Regions from separate parts of the Anas platyrhynchos genome. Here region 2 is linked to region 1. Evidence: chromatin contacts called from public Hi-C data. All regions are on one chromosome and are shown on one strand. The core of a region is the stretch at or near the end of the contact, and the rest is flanking DNA. Distances in the headings are between cores, read along the strand shown.

Region 1 (3,086 bases), core at 301-2,800:
TTCCATTCCCTTCTCTTTGCCTTAGCTGGGGTAGTCCAGCTGGTGCCGAAGTGGCTTGCTTTGCAGGCTCGTCCCCTTCTGCTGTGTATTCCCAGGTCACAGAAGTAGGAAAAATGCAGAATGAGGGGGCCTTGGGTCAAGTTCTTACCCCAAATGCATGGTCAGCTTTCCCAGTGTTACACCTGACGGCTGTTTGCTACATGTGCTCCTTCAAAGACCCATGAGGACAGTTTCCATCAGTCCCTACAGTAAGAGAAAGAAAAGACATTTGGCCTGATGGAACATCTGGGCTGTTGAACACAAATCCAGCGGCAGCTGGAGAACATAATGTCTCCCAAAGAGAGTGCTGAATGGGAACATGCTGGGTTTTATGGCCTTGCCAGAGACCTGCTGAAGCTACGGCATCGAGTGTAGTTGCTCTGTTCGAATCTCTGACTTGTTTCAGTCTCCTCTCTCCTCAGTACCCATCCTTTATGTTGAAATCCAGTACGTACGGTTTCCCAAATAGTTTCCTGTGCATAGACGTCCCCACATATAACAAATTTATATTCTCTTAGGTACTCATCTGAGCTCGCATCTCACACCCTTCCCTGGTAGATTAATTCATGTAGCTTCTGTGTGTTGCTGCACGTCTTCTGCTATCACCAGCTTCTCTTTCTGTGTGTTAATAAAACTGTGTCTGCCGCCATGCAGATTTGGGCATCCAATTTAAAATAAAGAAATACGCAGCTCGGTTTGGAGCTGATCACCCGCGTGTGCTGTGGAGCTGCTGGCAGCCTCCGTCAGTGCTGCCAAGCGCTGCAGACGCTGCAGGTTCTGCATCTCCTTCCAAGAGACGAGCGTCGCCTCTGTTTGCTGTGCTTGCCACAGAGCCTGCAGCTCCCTGTGCTGTTCCTTTTCCTTGGATGGCTTTTCCTCTTGCACTGGGGGTATTTTCCATTTTATTTCACATGTGGCATCACGTGCTGTTCAGTAAACTCACAGAGCTAAGACAGCTGCCAGCCTCTGCTCCCTTCAGCATTAGCTGGTGAGCTTTTTAGCACTGCGTAAGAGGAGCAGCAAGCCCTGAGTAGCTCTGTCGAGACCCTCTAAAGCACTGTTATTGCTGAGGAATGCATAATCAAGAGCCTCCTCTTATTATTATTCTCAGTGTATTCCTGGGATTCCTTCCCCCTGTGCATTAAGCCATGCTTGCACCCTCCTGCCAGTGGGTGTTGGAGCACGAGCTTTTGATTTATTGGCGGGCGGAGAGGGCTTTTTGCTGGGATTTTTTCCCAGAATTGCTGCAGTTCCCCAGGCTGGACTACTAAAAGCTGATGAGAAACACGCTGCAGAGACCAGACCAAGATGGGCAGCTTGTGTTTAAAGGAGAAAACACTGCATGGTGACAGCGGGGAAACAACAGTGGAAACTTAGAAATAGAGTGCTCTGTGAAGAGCCTCCGCAGGAACCCAGCTCTAACAATGCCTGCAAGGTCTGGGTGCTCCTGCTGCCAGATCTTGGCTCCAGAACCACCCATTGCAAGGCTGGAGATGATTAGGCCAAGTGGAAAATAAGATTCAAGCAGTTTAGGCAAGGATCAGGCTGACAAACAACTCCCAGAACAGCCCTGCTCTGTATTTGATGGGCCAAGGGCTGAAAATATGTTTTCCATCAACCTGACAACTTTGAAAAAGCAAAATCCTAGAATGCTGATGCTGGCAACCTGAATTCATATTTTATCCCCTTTCAGGAGAGACAGGATTTTTTATTTTTTATTTTTTCCCAGTGTCAGGTTGATTCTCCTGAAAAAGCTTTCACAGCCCTGCACGCACCAGCACCGAGGGGTGAATTCACCAGCAGGTTTCAAGATTAAATGCTACGGGATTTATTTTATTTTATTTTATTTTATTTTATTTTATTTTATTTTATTTTATTTTTATATTTTGCTGTGGGAGAGATCACTGGGTGTCAGCGAGGCTGTAACTCGACGCCAATTTGATGCCAGGGAAAGCAATTACAGCAGATACGCAAGCCAAGAGCACCAAGAAGCAGCAGGAGACATCGCAGGGTCCAGCTAATCCCCTAGGCAACTTCAACCATGTTATTACTTGACGCCGACCATTAAAGAAACATCAGCATTAACCTGCTTCTGCGGCAGCTTTTCCAAACAAGCTGAGAGCAGGCTGCACTGACAGTAAGGCAGAACCAAACAAGCTTTTTGTGCTGTGCAGCGGTAGCTGCCTTATTTCAGTGGCTGAGGGGATGAAGGACGTAAGAGCAATTAGATAATACATTTACCTCTTGGGAGAGGAGGGGATACATCAGAAGAAAAGCCAGATTTCATCCCGAGACAGGACAGCCTGTTCCACAGCTACAATAGGGACAGGTACTCCTGAGAAGATGTACAAACCTCTTCTGGCTCTGTTCAAGCCCTGCCCTTTTGGCAGGAGATTGTATGTACCAAAGAGATCCCTGCAGCCAGGGTCAATATCCACAGCACTGGCATGGTTCAAGATGGTGTCTACATGGGAGGACATCTGCTGGGTTTAAAGCTTTATAAATACCACAGCTAAGCTGTAATTTAAGCAGAGAACCAGGCTTATGGTAGAGGCTTAATGAGAATCCCAGCTCAAGCTGGGAAGCTGAAGGTAAGGCATGGCTCGCCAACAGACCCTGTGTGGCTTCGGTTTCTGCAGAGTTACCTCACAGCACACTGTGCATCTCTGAGCTGTAATGGGATGTGAGTTGTCATCACAGGACTTAAAAGAGTGATACCCATGCAAACAGCCAAGCCTGGCAGGCTCAGTTTCACCCAGATCCTCCTCCCTGCTCCTTTCCCCACTTGCCACCCAGGAGATTTGGTAACAATTAGGAAAAGCATCTTTCGTTGTAGGTTATTTACTATAACCTACCTGGTTTCCCTCAGTACAAACCCAGCATAATGAAGCTCAGAAGAGGAGACAGGTTCATGGCAACCAATTTACTTCAGCACCAACGAGCCCTTGTCACGACATGGAAGAGGAGCTCTTCTGCTGAGAAAGGACATGGTGAGCCTGGATGGCTGGGTTATGAAATGCAACGCCACAGAGAGGAAAGCAATTCTG
Region 2 (3,086 bases), core at 264-2,763, 47 kb before region 1:
GTTTTATGTTCTAGACACAGCTTCGATCACCACCAACAGGCCCGTGGCCCTCGCCGCGGCGCTAACGAGTAACGGTGATCCTTTTGTTGTGTGTTTTTTTTTCCTCCTTTTTTAGAGAAATTTATTTTTGTAGAGGCTTTTGCATGATACTGTGATACGTTGAGCATCTTGTTAGGATAGCCCGCTCCACACAGGCTGGCTGTTGAAATGCAGCACTAGATTTTTAGCGTGGCCTGCAAGTGCGGCCTGCGAGTCGAATAGCTCCGTAACACCCCGACAGCCACAAAGCCCCTCCTGGCCGGCACCGAGTTCATCACCCTCATCCTTGCTAAATGCACGGGCACCTGCAGCACCGACTGCCTCGCCGTGCCTCGCTCTGCTGATGTATTCCTGCCACAATCAGAGCATACAGCCAGGGCTGGGACCATGATGCTGAGTTTCTCCCAGCTGGACACAGCAGAGAGTATTATCACCAAGCCCATCCTTTTTTTTTTTTTTTTTTTTTAACTTCTTCGTTGTTTTCCTCTATTTCTGGTGCTTTCCTTCTCTCTTTGTTGGGTTAAGTTCATACGCAAGAGATGCTTCCAGCAGCGAATTGGGAGTGGGGCTTCAGCGGTGGGGGAAGGGGGACCGATCCCAGCTCCACCATCGTTTGGTGTCGTTGCCAACCCCTTTCCCATCGGATTTTTGCCTCCCAATCCTGCCTGTCACTGGGTTCTTCCTTGGTGTGGCCTCTGGGGGCTGCCCGATTGCTAGCAAAGCTGTGAGAAGCTCTGCCTGGCTGGGGGGGATCCAGAAAACCTTCCCTGGGGGGACGCAGAGGGTGCCTCCTGCTGCTGCAAGCCCAGGAACAGAGTTACTTCCCCCCCAAAAATAATTATTCCTCTTTCCTGCTTCTCCTTATCTCTGGGGCCAGGGGCATTCCCAGGGGACGGGGACACCGAGTAACCCTGCTAGTGACAGGCTCCCAGCCTTTGCTTTTGGGGTCTGGCGACTTCCCATACATCAGAGCCACCACGGCTGCTTCCCCTATTTTGCAGGAGGGACGGAAGGCAGGAGGGAGTTTTAGGGCAGGAGGAGGAGGCAAAACGTGCCATGAGCAAGGCTGGCCCCAACGCTGCCCTCCCTAAGCCTCCCTAACACACATCTTCCTCGTCTTCCTCGGGGAGAGGGTGCCTGCCAAGTGCCTGGCGAGGACATCCCCGCACAATACGAGCAGGGGGGAGGCAGAGCGAGGACCCCAGCCTCCCTTTTTCCCTCTTGGGAGATGGAGCTGGGAGTTCAGGCCTGGCATCTCCCCCTGGAAGGGTCTGTGGGTGCTTGGGGTTGGTTCGGAAAATGCACGGGGGCAAAGGCTGGAGGTGGTGGTGGGGTTTGGGGGAGGAAGGCGAAGGCTAACGGGTGCAAAATCAGGTATTTCACGTCTCTGCACTGAGCGTGTTTGTGTCCCATGGACACGCCGAGGAGCCTCTGTACAGTTCCCACGCGGTAGGAGCCCTGTGGTCTGGTTTACTCTGTGGCTAACGAGTACAGGAAGAGTTTGTATTATTTGGGTCGCGCTGTACAGATAAGTGTAATATATTCCTGATAATAAACGCGAGCGCCCGCACACGGAAGGGGCAGGCGCCTGAAAACCCGGTGTGTCCTGCGGTGGTTTGTGTGTGCACAGAAGCTGGGGTGAATAAATGGCAAAGCAAAATCCCATCATAAAGACCTCTCTGAGGTTGGTGTTTGTGGATGAAGGGCGTTTGCCCACCTTTGGCACAGTTTGGGACTTTGAGACCTGCTGAGGGTTGGGGATCAGCTCACCCGCGGATGCTGGAACAAGCTGCGAGGCAGATTTAAAAATCAGGATAAACGACAGGCACGATTTATTTGGCTACCGAGAAAAAAAAAATGTTTTAATGCTGTACCACATAATTACAAGTGAATTTCCAAATTCCGAGAGCTTCGTTGGGGGGAGAAGTATTTACAGGGTGTGAGCAGGATCAAAAGTAGGCTGCGGGCTCGCGCTGTGCTCCGGGGGCAATTTCACATCGGGGAACTTAAGGCTTCAGTCGCTACGTGAACACAGCCGAAAACCAAACCCAAACGAAACCGAATAAAAACCCCAAAACCCAAAAAGATTGAAAACTTAGATTTGTTTGCGGAACAAGCATTAAAACTATTTACCACGCCTGTAAGAAATATTCTGGGGGAAATCATTAGGAAAATAGACCATCGGACAACGGAAAGGTATATACACTTCGCTGAATAATTCAAAAAAATAAAAAATATACAGACTCTTCCATGGCTTCAGTCAGTAAAAATCGCCTCGCTGAAGGAAGGGCCCTCGCTCACCACCCATTTGGGAGCACGCTGGCTCCGGGGTGGGCAGCGCCGTGCTCCTTGCCCTTCCCCTGGCACGGGAGGCTCGAAGGCAGGGCCACGAAGCGTGTCCCCGAGCAGGTTGGCCCCGTGTCCCGCAGCAAATACCCTGAGAAAAGCCCATGAGGCTGCCGGTGCGAGCGGCTGGGCACCCTCAGCACCGTGCCCTCGGAGGGTGCCCTCCTCCTGCCCGCCCCGCAGCCCCGCAGCTGGTGACCTGCCCTCTTCCTCCCCAAAAAATCAAGCCCAGCAGGCGTTGGGAGGTTACCCGAGGATTTAGAAGCAGAGAGGATTTTTCTGCAAGAGGGAACAAGCGGCCTTTAAAAGGGGACGGTGCTGAGATGCAGGGGGGCTGCGGGGCGCCCTGCACCCCTCCGAACCCTCTCCGCTGCCCGTGTGCTCGCTTACCCGCTGGGCCAGCTGATAACAAAGCTCGTTTGTAAGCGGTTTTCCGGGGGTGGAAATGCTTGTGCTAGCAGGAATTTGAGAAATCCCACTGCAATACCCAAAACGCCACCGCTCAAGCAGCTGATCGTACAGAACACCAACGCAGTGAATGCCCTCATGATATCGCCGGCTGCTCCCCGCGCCAGCAGGAGAGATGTTATCTCCCCACAGGCACGAAACAGCCTGTGAACAGGATTTTTTCCCAAACCCTGCCCCAAAACCAAGCAGCAGGGCCATGAGGGGCTCCCTTCCCCGTCCTGCTGCACCCTGAC

Evidence for each region. A called contact is a pair of places that touch in the nucleus more often than the background predicts.
Region 2: a Hi-C map of skeletal muscle shows a contact between it and region 1, with 2.6 times the contacts expected there. The contact joins two enhancer-like sites. A contact is called at or near these places in 2 of 8 Hi-C or Micro-C datasets (liver and skeletal muscle).

What each region holds. Positions count from the first base shown.
Region 1 is chr1:184,919,660-184,922,745 of IASCAAS_PekinDuck_T2T, reverse strand. No RefSeq gene overlaps it. Among named protein-coding and RNA genes, the nearest start is that of SLC7A1, 28 kb to the left of the region's middle. Within about 2 kb of position 1,550, at least 1 of the 8 cell types and tissues checked has an H3K27ac peak or open chromatin away from gene starts, as enhancers often do.
Region 2 is chr1:184,966,913-184,969,998 of IASCAAS_PekinDuck_T2T, reverse strand. MTUS2 (microtubule associated scaffold protein 2) reads left to right here. Exons shown (of 17, transcript XR_011806475.1): 17 at 1-3,086. Among named protein-coding and RNA genes, the nearest start is that of SLC7A1, 19 kb to the right of the region's middle. Within about 2 kb of position 1,513, at least 2 of the 8 cell types and tissues checked have an H3K27ac peak or open chromatin away from gene starts, as enhancers often do.